Linked DNA regions of Mus musculus: regions 2 and 3 are each linked to region 1. A link is a contact called in public Hi-C and HiChIP or PLAC-seq data. All regions are on one chromosome and are shown on one strand. Each heading gives the region's core, a stretch centred on a gene start, on an enhancer-like site or on the middle of the called end of the contact. The rest is flanking DNA. Distances are from core to core; before and after follow the strand shown. Region 1 holds the start of Phox2b (paired-like homeobox 2b). Region 2 has its middle 26 kb from the start of Gm33293. Region 3 has its middle 53 kb from the start of Gm33293.

Region 1 (4,297 bases), core at 1,183-3,682:
CTGTTTCTCACACACACACACACACACACACACACACACACACACACACACACACACACTTCGCTGTATGAATGGACCATTGAGACACTACAGAGCAGAGTCCGACAAGTCTGCCCTTCTCGCTGCTACTGCCTTTGCTGAGAAACTTTCCTAGGACCCAAACGAAAGTGCCAAAGAAATGACACCGTAAGGGACAAGTACAAAGATAGCAGGAAGGCCCTAAAAGTGAAGCCTTTTTCTTTTTCTTTTTCTTTTTCTTTTTCTTTTTCTTTTTCTTTTTCTTTTTCTTTTTCTTTTTCTTTTTCTTTTTCTCTTTCTTTCTTTCGTTCTTTCTTTCTTTTTTTTTTTTTCCGTACTCTTAAACGGGCGTCTCACCTACTTCTAGGCTTCTCAGGTCTAATGGTGGAAGGAGGGTGCCTTTCGCTTTGGTGACACAACGGATCCACTGGCCATCCACAGAGGAACCTTCTTAGTGCTCACCGACCTTATACCCAGCTAGGGGGACCAGCTCCAGAAAGCACCTTTGCTCCCAATTGGTTAGCTATAGTAAGGTGCGGGTTTCTGACTCTAATGGAGTAACAACCCCTTCGTGAATCTATTTCAAGTCCTGGTTACTAGGAAATTACTCCTTGCGCCAGGGGCACTAGATTTTTTAAGGGCGCTTGAGTTAAGAGGCACTGTGGGCAAACGAATCACGCAATTAAGCTGACATAGATACAGGTAGAGGATGCAATCTTCCTCTCACGGGACACTTCTCTCCAAAAAAGCCTTGTTCGTTCAAACTCCCAAACCCCTGCTTTGGTGGGAAACACTGCAGTTGTGAATAAATTACCTAGAGTCTGTGTCCTAGCCCCCACCCCCCATCCCCGCTCGTGCGCATAACACTCCAAATCCCATTTCTGTGACGGGCCTGGGTCCCTTTGGAACCGTAAGCGTCAGCACCCACCCCCTCACTGCTGCTGCGGCACTCGGTCTCCCGTACCTGGACTCTCGCCTCGGTGAGGTCGATCTTCAGTGCTAGCTCTTCCCTGGTGTAGATGTCAGGGTAGTGCGTCTCAGCGAAGACCCTCTCCAACTCTTTGAGCTGCGCGCTTGTGAAGGTGGTGCGGATGCGCCGCTGCTTGCGTTTCTCGTTGAGGCCGCCGTGGTCGGTGAAGAGTTTGTATGGAACTAGAGGATGACAGAGGAGACTAGAGTGAGCAAAACAGTCAGGATGTGAAGGGCCACTGAACCAGAACGCGGGGACCAAGGTCAGATAGCCCGGGAGCCGCTACAGACACCAGGCACTTCTAGAAGGAGGTTTTAGTTACGGCGACCTGCCAAGAAAACCCAGCAAATTAGTATCATACAGAAACAGGGGCGCGAGTGTAACTTTGTGCCTGTTTTTGTGGCCCAAGTGCCTTTGGGTGAGATGAAATAGCAAGTTGGAGAGTGTTTGAGGCCCCAAATGGAGGATAGTTCATTCAGCAGGAAAACAGTCCAAAACCATCATTAGTTGGAATATCAGAAAGCCAGGAACGAAGTTAACCACTCACGCCCACTGTTGCAACTTTTCAATTCTCAGAACTTGATACCGCAAAGTTGGGGGATAGTGCTGTAAAGAAAACCAATAAATTCAAGAAATGATCATAAAAATGACCGGCCAAAGAGGTGTGAGCCGCTGTCGGTTCTTTTAAAAAAAGAGACACCGCCAGTAATGAGCTTTACTCTTTGTTATTTAATTATTTTCTAAGCTTTACGTCTCATCGCAAAGTAAATAAATTATGCCTATCATTTTGGCAGCTTAAGATAATTTTGTTGGCGGTTCGGGTGTGACTAGGATAGTGTAACCCTGTAAGTGAATTACCCCTCCCTGCAATCGCTTCTAACGTGATAAATTCTTTCATTTGTGTAAGCAAATTTCGTTTGGTAAATACTAAACACATTTCCATTTTCAAATGCAATCAAGGCTTCCTATATACGAGCGGAAAGGCAGCTTCTTCCGCTGAGAGAGCTAGCGGTCCTTACCTGCGGCGTACGGACTGCTCTGGTGGTCCCTGAGGGTGCCCAGGCTGCAGGATCCCGGCGTGAGGGACGGGCAACCGGACGTGGCCCCAAAAGTGGTCCTTATCGGGTTATACTGGAAGCCACTGGCCTGGCTGCAGGAACTGAAGTCTGCATATGCTGAAGCCAAGCTGGAGGTATCCATCCCGGCCATACAGGACTCGTAGGCAGAGGAATTGAGGTAAGAATATTCCATTTTATACATTGAAAAGGTTCTGGATGGCTCAGCCAAGTGGAAAAATGAAATAAAAGATGGATGTGGAGACGGTGGCTGGAGTGGGGAGATGTGCACTGCTCAACGCCTGCCTCCACACTGGCCTCCTTACTACCAGCCGAGCCTAGTTTTATGAAAAAGCCTCCTGTGAGATGCCTTGTCTGAGGTCTCTAGAGTATATAGTCCTCATAATAAACTTGGCTCTTTCCACTTGGACAATAGCAAAGCGGTTGGTCTTATTGCTGGCGCTTTTTACATGACAATAACTCATCCGTCTATTGGGCTGGCACTGGGGAACTGAGCTGTCCAACCTCCCTATCATTGATTCCTGCATCTCTAATTAGAATTTAATACCACACCATTACGCACCGAGCCCCTGATCCTCCCTTCTAACCAGCTCCTGCCCTTTAATTCAATCACGCTACTTGGAAATAATGAAAGTTGGGTGACGATTTTCCCTGATCCAATTTCCAAGAGCTTTTAAGCCTTTTTAACTGATCATATACCTTAGGCATAAATTGAGATAGTGTGTTTCCCCCCTTCTTCGTCCTTTTTTTTTTTTTTTTCTTGGTTAGGGAGAAGAAACCTTGATGTCATAGAAAACCTGTTTTGTAAGAGTGTTACACGCTCAATTTAACAACAAGCCTTCCCCCGAAGTGCATGAAATGCTATAAAGGACTGGGACATTGGCAAGACTCAGGCGCCCTGTAACATAGCGTAAGTGGGCCAAAGGGTTTTATGTGAACGATAAGAATAAGCGGATTTCTTTAAAATACACCTAGTCCAAGGGGTTGGAAAAAATAGCATCTTATCAATTGTGTTTCTCCTCGAAGCTTAATGTGCTTTCCAAAGACGTGGGCAGACAGCCCCTTTACAAGAGTAAAATAAACAACCGAGTAAAGCTCTCAAAGGTGAAACATCTGGATTTCCTACTGAACGTTTCTCTGCGCTTAGCAGTGCTGTGTCTGCCTGCGTTAGTTCAGATTTGCATCGGCGTGTATGAAACTTCCCGTGGTGGAGGTTCGTTTTAATCACTCGCTAGCTACCAAGCCCAGCACGAAATGTACCCAAATGGGGGTCTCCTTTTCCAGCCCTTTGCTCTCGCACTCTCTTTCGCGTCCCAATCCCCTCCAGACTTGGAGTTTCCCAAAGAGGATCGCTGCCTGTTTGCCCTTTAGGTTTTTGGACTTCACGGAGCAATTTAAGCAAACAAGGCAACGGCTCGAAGCAGCGCACTTTCCTAGTTCGATTCCTCGGGCTCTTGGGTCCTGGCAACAAGGCGCAGACAAAGAAGCCAGCCGTGATTTGTGGACCTCCTTGGCCCTATGATTTAAGCGGAGGGTAATTTTCATTTGGTTCGTTAGACTCTAGCAGAATAAAGGGAAATATTTCATTAAATCCTTCCTCTCGGTGGACAAGAGGGGGGAAATGCTTAGTTGAATCGCCGTGCGGTGTAAACAAACCCTGGATATTTTATATGAATTAAATGTGTAGATAATTAGTTTTATTGCATTCATTACCCCCTTTATGTGCTCTGTAACAAGTCAGTAATTAAAGTAACAAACTCATAAAGTCTTTATAGGGGCATTTAGGCGTTCAGTGTTTGCCAAACTAAGTGGTTTAATTCGATGCTAGTGCTGGGGAGTGGATGGGCGCCCGCTCTCCACTGCCACCCTACTTTATTGCACACTAAACCGCTGCAGACGCTGTAATGGATTAAACCCACAGCGACACCGGCCCCCAGCCTTTTCAGCCTCGGCCCAGGTGTTTGCGCATCCTCTGTACGGAAGAGCGCTGAACTGGCGAGTTCAGGCAAGGAGACCCAGCGAGGAAGCTGGTGATAGTTTTATGGGGAGAGCTGATAGTTTTATTGCAGTTGTACGCTGTACAATGCGTATTTGATAAAGAAGGGCCCTTGGTGAGCAACGTGCACTTTTTTTGTGCACGAGGGTAAGATGAAAATAAATGCGTTCAAGGTTTGACTGCGGCGGGAAACAAATTGCAACACTCTAAATGGTTTTTCTTTATGGTCACCAGACA
Region 2 (4,297 bases), core at 809-3,308, 110 kb after region 1:
CTAGTGTCTAATTTCCTGGAGTGAGCAAAGGTTACTAGGTAAACTAGGACTCTTCTGAATGGAGTTACCCAAGTCAGTTTTGCTTCCTGTGTCCTTCTCTGTCCCACAATATTGATTCAATTAAACAAGTGAAAAAGAAAACATAACGTCTGACATGCTTCTTTTTTTCTCTTCACCTCCAGTATTCCCCCAAATTAAGAGGAATAAACACTATCCATTGCATCAAGGGGTATAGACATAATAAATTAGAACTTGGTAAGCCCATGCAATGTTGTTCCTGGTATTACTAATGGTACATAATGGAGTTTTGGATATCAATACTTTAGTCAGATGTTAGTAAATTGGCTTTAAGAAAAAACAATTGAGACTGTTAGGTGCACTCTATTAGAATGTGAACAAAAAAATTCCAATTTTCATAATCTTGAAATCATGGTTACTTATCAACGGAGATGTCTCTTCGGTGATTTATCTTAATTCGGGAAAGGACTTAGGGGCACACCTACTGTATTTTCTAACTGCAATGTCAGGTTGGGCCACATGATTGAGTAGTTGGAGTTGGTTTCATTTCAAGCACGGAATCTGTGTTAAAAACAACACCATTTCCTGTCCTTCCTCCTGCATCTTCTTCTAGCAGCAGGGAAAAGCACACTCCCTAATATATTTTCTGGGCTCACTCTCTTTGCAATATTTCCTTTGCAAAGGTCCTGTTCATATTTGTATCTTATTACTTTTCTTATACTGGATTTATTGATAGTTTCTAACAAAAATATGATTTCAGTATATTTACTGAACAAAATTCAATAAAACAGACCCCAATTCAATTTTTTTTCATCAAAATGGAGAACAATAAAGAAGGTGAAGTCCGCAGTTCAGACACATGGCATCAAAGAAACTTATATTGTTTAAAGCGATAACTCAATAAAGAGGAAGTGATAGATATCACTTAAAAACAACATTAGCTTTGTTTATTTATCTGTGTTCCTAAGAATCCTGCCTCTAACTTAGTCAGCGACAAACATTTTTGGTGTTCTTCGGTTATTGGCTCTCACATAAATGTAGTCATTTTCTAAAACCAAAGGGGAAAAATGTGCTTAGACATTGTGAGATAGCCACAGTCTGTATTTACTGTTAATCGTCAATTTCGTGTTTTCAAATTTAATTCCCCTATGTCTGTTTCCCAGATTATTTTGCTATTGTGTCCGTATTTCTCCTCAGTTAATAGTGTTTATGCTTTTGCATGTTTACCACGAGTTTGCATTCTGAATTTCTAATAGCCTGCTTTGGAAAAGCGATTACAGAGAGCTCTCCTCGTTGACCATTAGGTAAAGGGTTGAAAAATAACTTCAGTTTACAATGGATTTTTTTTTTTAGTTTAATGGATGGGCATATTCATTATTCACCTGTTTTCAGTCTCCTCATGTGTCGCCGAGTGATGATTATAGTTGTTTTAAAGATGATCCTTATTTATAGTCTATTGCATCATGCCAAGATTTAGTAATGATTTTAGATTTTCCACCTAAATTACAGGGCACTTTCCACTGAAAATGGTAAACAATATTACAAACTAAAAAAAAGAAAGTAATCCGATTTCTGGGAAGAGGCAGCCCAGTGAAGGATGTGTGCTTTTATAAGGATGGACAATGGAAGGCAAAATAATAACTCCTAACTTTGATTGTTCAAATATATTCTGCAATACAGAGAGCTGCATGCAGGCTGGAGCAGGCATGGGGCAGGAAGGTTAAGTAGAGAGGAAGGCACAATACTTCAGATTGGCAGTAGACTGCAGCAGGAGTAATCTAATCAAAACCAAATTCAATTATCTCGTCCCAGGGCAGGCTCCTGGGACGGCTGCATTGAATGCTAGCCGAGCTGCTCCTAGACATTTCTTCCCCAGTCAAACTCACATGATGAATGCAGATGAAATTTGAAATATGAAAATCTGAAGTAATTTATGGAAGTTGTCAGAAATTTGGCCCGCTTGTGGTGTAATTTCCTCGGAGACGAGGCAGGCCGGCTCAGTGCTATGAGGCTTGGAACGGCTGCTGGCCCTTCCCGTGGATGGATCAACCCCTTTAAAATGCTCTTCCAGACAAATTACAGCTCATTACGCACAGCCTTGCACCAGGCCATTATGTCAGAGGAAATCTTTTTTCATTTGCACAAATTTGCTTGGAATTCTCATATTTATTTGAGCATCCATTATCGAATCTGAACATTGAATTATCCACAATTATTTTCTGGGTACGCGGATGTTTGTGTATACGGAATAGATGGTGACTGCGAGGCTATAAAAATATTACAGTGTGGCTGAAAACCCCACGTACTTTGCAGCTCTGTTACAAAGAGCGCTGTTTGATTGCTGAAAGAGGATTGACTTTTGCGAAGATATTAACAAGACTCATTTTCTTTCGGAACATACTGGGAAGGAGACGGACTCAGCTTCGAGCGGGCGGCTCGCTCCACTCCGTGGTGTATAACAATTACCAAGATTCTGTTACACCTCGGTTCCTCTCTCTCTCTCTCTCTCTCTCTCTCTCTCTCTCTCTCTCTCTCTCTCTCTCTCTCTCTCTTCAGTCTGTATTTTGATCCTCCCTGCTGTTTTGATTCCACCCGGGCACCCACTCTTTAACACGGCTGTGTTCTGATTGCCTCAAACCATCTCTTCCTCGCCTTTCTTCCTCCTTTTTATTTTATTTTACTTTATTTTATTTTTATTTTTTTTTATCAAGTTGTCATGGCCAACGGAGGTTCTCTATTGCTCAGAAACACTGCAAAGTCATCAGGAAATGAGAGAGTTCTCTAAAAACATTAACAGTGTTGTTTGCCGACTAGCTTCATACAAATCACAATGACGAAAGTAGTTGTGCTGTGTGGCTTCTAAATGTTTGTCGTTGTTTCTTATAATAAATCTATGCGTTGTGTGACTGTGCTAAATTGAGCGCAGTCCTTCTCAATATCATTTCATCCTGTCATCTGGGCGTGGACCTAAATGCCTAGGCAACCTACCCAGTGACTAAAGAATTAAATGTTCTCTTCTGACTTGTTGACATTTCACGACTTACTGCAGGTATAGCTTTGGGGGGGGGGGGGGAATGTCTCATCCCCCAAAGTCAAACCCCCCCGAAGCTTTTATACAAAGATTGAAAAACACCTGGGAAACAATTCTAAGGTGAACACATCTTCTTTAACATCGTATTATGATTTTGTGAATCGTACTCCATTACAATAAAACAAGATACAGTTTGGCAAATTGGATTTGTTTGGGTGGAAGAATTCATTCATAGCCCTTTCTTGAAAAAAAAAAAATCAAGGTGAGTTAAATGCTATTTATTTTTCTAGGATGCATCAACATCAGCATAATTTACTTTCCTGGGTGAATCAGAAAATAGAGTCTACATAACATGTGCCGGGTTTATTAGAATTTAGGGAAACAGATTTGGTTATTTAAAATGCTGGAAACCTCACATCCTCAGCTAAAGCCAAGGCAAGTGCTGTCTCTACTTCAGCCGTCAGGAGCGTGGACTCCTCTGAGATCCAGTGCAGGCTGAACACATCGCAGCCTCCCCAGACTCTCCCTACTGCAGGAAACTTTGTAATAGCACTCAAATAAAGAAAGAAACTGGGTTGGAGATTATTGGTTTCATTGTGCCTTTGTATATGTGTATTATATAGTTACTCCATAGTTTGACACAATCAGTTGAATGCGGGACAAGACCAATGTTGTATATGACAGTGGGGTAGTATTGAAAGATGACCCCATATCTGGAGGGCTAAAAGTTATGGATGCATGGATAGCTGCTTCTAACATTTTGAAGCGTGGCTTTTAAATCTTGCCTGCTGGCTTCTGGCTGGAGGCCGGCCTGCCTGGGCAACAGAGCAATTGAAAGGAACGGCAGGCAGCTATTTTTCAGTAGACATCAGGGAACTTTGCTCTGCCTTTATTATAACTGACCACTGACAGGAATGGCTTGTGAAGAAGGCAAAGTGAATGAACACTCCCCAGCTAATCTTTTTTTGTGTGTGTTACTCATTTCCATGGGTGTTTTTCTTTTCCCTAATTTTTTAAAGACACATTCTTAAGCCAGAATAGACACTGAAAGTCACAGCAGAGTCACAGACTCTATAATGAGACATTTTTTTCATGATAGTGGAGGATCTATGAAAAACAGTGTCATTTATAGACAAAGTGAAGTTAAATACTGAATTTTATAAAAAAACAAAAAACAAAAAAAAACCCTGTAGGGACAATTATATACTAGAGAATCTCATGAAAGTATATCTAGAATGCATGCAAGTC
Region 3 (4,297 bases), core at 940-3,439, 79 kb after region 1:
AACAGGGCAGCATAAGATTCCCTCAGCAGACAAAGGATACCTGAGAAGAGATAAGATGAATGCCAGTGTGGTTTTGTGTCTGCCATGGTCCAGGTGCCCCATAGAGACCCAGAATACCAGCTCTAGTTCCGTGCACCATGATAGTGATGCTCATGTGAGGTTTGAATAAGGCACAGGAGACAGGAAAGAAGATGAAGTACTAAGGCACGGGGGTGGGGCGGGACACAGGGCAAGAGCGGCAGGAACTAAGGCATCAGGAAGTCAAAAGGCAGAATGCAGGCCCAAGGAGCGGCGGGCCTGGAGTTCTGGGCATCGGATCCGGAAATGTTCCATTTCTTGGCATCCTCTACAGGTTTATCTCGCCTTTGACCCTGGCTGAAGTTGTGCGAAGCGATGGAGCCAGGCTTCTGGTATGGCCAGAACTTTCTAGTTCAAATCTTGATTTCTCCAGGCTGAGCAGGAATGTGCTAAACATGGCTGTCACCAATGAATGCTCACAGCTGGCCCAGGAGAGGAAGGGCCAGGTGGGAGCTACTTACGGCAGACTTGTCTGTGGCCCCTTCTCCAAAATGAGAAGGAGACAATGGGATGCCATTGTGTATCCAATCAACTCTCAATTATCCAGGGGCAGATTCTCCACTCTGTGGGTCCCCGCTACTCCCTTTGACTTCCCTCCAGCTGTCTGCCCTTTGACCGGTCTCCTGCCCATCAGAGCCCCGTCAGAGGGTGGGCAGGTGGAGGCAGGGGGAGGAAGTGAAACTCAGATCAGTCATTTTATGGCTGTTCCTTAGACATTCTTGCAAAAGAAGAATCGTTGGTTAAACCAACATTCGGTTTATTTGGGGTTTTAATTATCAAGACTCTGCCTCGTCCTGCCTCAGCATGGATAATTGGTAATTGGTTAAGTGATATTTATTCTATCTGTGGCACCTCTGCTATTGTATCTGCCTCGTTTCATTTTTAAAATACTCTGCATTAGTAAAAGCCACACTGAGATGATTTTCTTAATGCACTTGGAGTCCTGGTGCTTGGGCATAAAACGGACATCTCTATCCCCTACTTGTGAGGGGGCTCGGGAGGCGTTCCAGTGACTACACATATGTGGGATTTATGTCCACAGGAAGATTCTGGTAAGTGCTTTAAAGTTATGTTTCACAAGCAATCTAAACCTGAGACAGACACAGGGGTGTTTTTAAAGCTCACCTCTAAAATTCTGTGCAGTAAAAATAGGGGGTGGCTAGAGTTCTCGTCCTGCTCCTTCCAAGTGGCCCCTTGAATTTAAACATTATAGTTCATTCATGAGAATGAAACAAAGTTCTTTGCTATATTGAAATGAGAAAGTTGAGCTAACACACATCTATATGGAAAAGGTCTTTCTGTTTGAAGGTCACAACAGCATTTAAAAAGAAAAGGTAAAACTATATAAGGTGGGTGGCAGCGGCACAGCCTTCAATCCCAGCACTCAGGAGGCAGAGCCTTGTGGAACTTTGTGAGTTCAAGGCCAGCCTAGACTACATAGTGAGTCCTAGGACAGCCAGGGCTACATGGTGAGACACTATCTCAAAAAAATCCATGAAGACACAGGGCAAGACAGATGGCTTCATTTTATTATCAGTTTATAGTATGCAATGGGAAGAGTTTACATTTATATTCAGTTATAAATATGTTTATACTTATAATTATTTCCATGGTTGCTTTGTTTCCTAGAGCTTTTCATTGTGGATACCCCTGGTGTTTTGAGTTGTTTCCAGTCAACATATTTTCTAGAAGAGTGAGACCTGCCACAACTAGGCAGCACAGAGCAAGGCAGAGAGGTGACCTGGCTGCGACTCGGGCTTTAGGGTCAGAATAAAGGACTCTGGGTTTGAATAGGGCAGAAGCCAAAGAAGTATATAGCCAGCAAGTGTGAATCTGCCCTCCAGAGAACCCGTGGCTCTCCAACAGGGGCCTGGATATGCTCCAAGACTAGTTTCATCTCCTGACTTGGCCACATAGGTGTAAACTGTGGATAACTATCCCTGAACCTCAGTTATATCATGCAAAGAATGGGAACAGCAATGGGCTATCATCTCCGCAGGGATAAAATGCATAAGCATGCTTATCTCATCCATAACAATAAGCCAGCAAGGCTGCTCAGTATATCCAAGATTTGAATTGAGAGTGGACTAGAAACTATCAATTCCTGTCAGAAGTCCATAAGAAATAGAGAAAAGTTGTAAGAAGAAAGGATTCTAAGCACTGATCTCTGCATCAACGTGCTGGAGTATTCATTCCCAGATGAATAAATCTACTGGGTGTATTGAAGGGAGACTCTAAGCCTTCCTGGGGCAGAAGGTATTTCTTACCGAAATGTGTCTTGGCTCCAGTTGGCTTGACAGTGCATATGCCTTGCAAAGACAAATTTTGGCAAAGGGTCCTAACATGGTTTACGAAATCTTGTTCTCCCGGTTCCGAGCTAGGGCAGTTTGAGGTATCTACAGAAACACAGCTGTCTGGTCTCCGGTCTGTTCTGCATTTGCCTGCTTCCGTGAGTTATAGAAGTGCCACCTCCTGTTTGGGTTTTGCAGAAAATCTTTGGATTGCTCTGGATGTCTTGCCACGCTAATTAAATAAGCTATGACTAATTAAATGTCATAAGGCATGATGTAAACCTGTTAATGTCAGGGGAGATCTATAAAAACAACAATGGGGAAGGGCAAATTTGTCACATGTCAACATTTTTAGCTAATTTCCAGTAGTAAATAAGCAAATTTTATTTCAAATCTAAAAACCGTTTGCTGATGTGATTAGGGGAATCCTATATTTTTGTGCCTGATTAAGCTGTGGCTTAGACCAGGCAGGGGGTTGGGGGTTCCTGGAAAATCTAGCCTCTGAATAGTTAACTACCCATTTTTTCAATTAAGCATAATGTTATGTTAACATCCTAAAGAGGTAAATGATGGCACAGTAAATCCAATTAGAATACGTACTTACAACTGGATTCTCTTGCAATTTTCAAAAAGCCGACTGCGTTTTCTGTCTTGCCTGCTATTGTCGAAGCAGCCTGTACCACAAGTTGCTGCAACCCCCCCTGCCTGGTGTCTGTGTCTCTGCCTGGTGACCTCTGCTGTAAGAGCCGCCGCAGAAATCACAAACTCTCACATCAATTTGCCACAATTGGATGTGGCATCTTGCAGCTAATTCGATTTGGGAAGAAACGCACCTGGCTCTGTTTTTTCCCTATAGAACATGGAGGGAGTTCGGAGTCTACACAGACGCCATCTAAGCGAGGAACCCATGTGCTTTTCAAGGTCTAAGCAGTTTGTCTTCCTCTCCCCGAATACAGCCCCATGACAAAGGGAAGGGAGCTGAATTATTTAATGCAAATAAATAAATAAATAAATAAATAAATAAATAAATAAATAAATAAATAAATAAATAAATACATTAGATTGGGGTCAGGGAGGGAGAGAGAGAAACCAAAGAAGGAAAAGATACAACTGTTGTTCTAACTTCCAGGTCCCTCCCCTTATAAGAGAAGGCTACCCTCCTGGTTTGTTTTGTTTCAACTCTTTGTTTCCATTCTGATCAGCTCAATGCAACATCTCCTGTATCCTAGCCAGGAAGAAATGCCACCAAATCAGTAGTATTTGAGAAGAAACACACACACACACACACACACACACACACACACACACACACTCTCTCACACACACACACACACACAAGTAAAGCTACATAGGGTGTTTTCAATGTTTCAAACCGGTTTGAGGTTGTAGAAAACAGCCAAAATGGTCATGTGTTTAATATATTATTGATACATTTCCAGGTCTGAGGGCTGCTGTTGAACAAGAACTGCAAGTCTCTGGCCTTTTATTCAGTGACCCACATTTTATCTCGAGCATGCTTCAGATGTTGAACAACTAAATAATCAACAACAAACCCTACCTCATAAATAAGATGTCGGTTGAATATGTGAGGATGCTCCGGAGGAAGGGGGAGGGATAATTAGGGACTTGGCACAGTGGGTTTTCCCTCTTCAGTGCACTAGGCTACATTTATACAGAGAAGGACATTTCTGTAGAGGAGTAAATGAATGCTATGGCAGGAGTCTTCTCTATCCCATGTTGCTAAGAAATACATAAACCATGTGTCGTGTAAAGGTAAATATTCTCTGGAAAAGCAATCCGTTGTTTTAATTTATTTTATTATTCATTTTAATTGTATGTGGTGAAGGCACATATGTATCATGGTATAAGTGTGGAGGCCAAGGACAACTTACAAGAATCAGTTCTCTTCTTACATTATGTGGATCTAG

Evidence for each region. Hi-C and Micro-C count contacts between places; a contact is called where the count stands out from the background. HiChIP or PLAC-seq counts read pairs in DNA pulled down with a chosen protein or histone mark.
Region 2: an H3K4me3 HiChIP or PLAC-seq map of craniofacial prominence shows a contact between it and region 1, with 2.8 times the contacts expected there. The contact joins the enhancer-like site here to the promoter of Phox2b in region 1. A contact is called at or near these places in 22 of 39 promoter capture datasets (3T3-L1-derived adipocytes, the HPC-7 cell line, HPC-7-derived erythroid cells and 14 more), 22 of 484 Hi-C or Micro-C datasets (CD8 T cells, the N1E-115 cell line, cortical glia and 12 more), 18 of 115 datasets of contacts at active chromatin or transcription factors (bone marrow-derived dendritic cells, craniofacial prominence, embryonic basal ganglia and 10 more) and 5 of 9 other capture datasets (adipose tissue, embryonic tail, liver and 2 more).
Region 3: a contact with region 1 is called in a Hi-C map of the N1E-115 cell line, with 9 times the contacts expected there. The contact joins the enhancer-like site here to the promoter of Phox2b in region 1. A contact is called at or near these places in 2 of 39 promoter capture datasets (embryonic stem cells and macrophages), 6 of 484 Hi-C or Micro-C datasets (the N1E-115 cell line, embryonic stem cells, olfactory sensory neurons and 1 more), 4 of 115 datasets of contacts at active chromatin or transcription factors (embryonic hindbrain, embryonic midbrain and embryonic stem cells) and 1 of 9 other capture datasets (adipose tissue).

The regions. Positions count from the first base shown.
Region 1 is chr5:67,096,694-67,100,990 of GRCm38.p6, forward strand. It overlaps Phox2b (paired-like homeobox 2b), which reads right to left and starts at 2,433. Exons shown (of 3, transcript NM_008888.3): 1 at 2,008-2,433; 2 at 983-1,170. The coding sequence starts at 2,248. It overlaps Gm33167 (predicted gene, 33167), which reads left to right and starts at 1,987. Exons shown (of 4, transcript NR_166599.1): 1 at 1,987-2,224.
Region 2 is chr5:67,203,498-67,207,794 of GRCm38.p6, forward strand. No RefSeq gene overlaps it. Among named protein-coding and RNA genes, the nearest start is that of Gm33293, 26 kb to the right of the region's middle. Within about 2 kb of position 2,059, at least 5 of the 459 cell types and tissues checked have an H3K27ac peak or open chromatin away from gene starts, as enhancers often do. A contact at or near this core is called in the N1E-115 cell line, craniofacial prominence and stem cell-derived motor neurons, where this site is marked.
Region 3 is chr5:67,176,287-67,180,583 of GRCm38.p6, forward strand. No RefSeq gene overlaps it. Among named protein-coding and RNA genes, the nearest start is that of Gm33293, 53 kb to the right of the region's middle. Within about 2 kb of position 2,190, at least 7 of the 459 cell types and tissues checked have an H3K27ac peak or open chromatin away from gene starts, as enhancers often do. A contact at or near this core is called in the N1E-115 cell line, where this site is marked.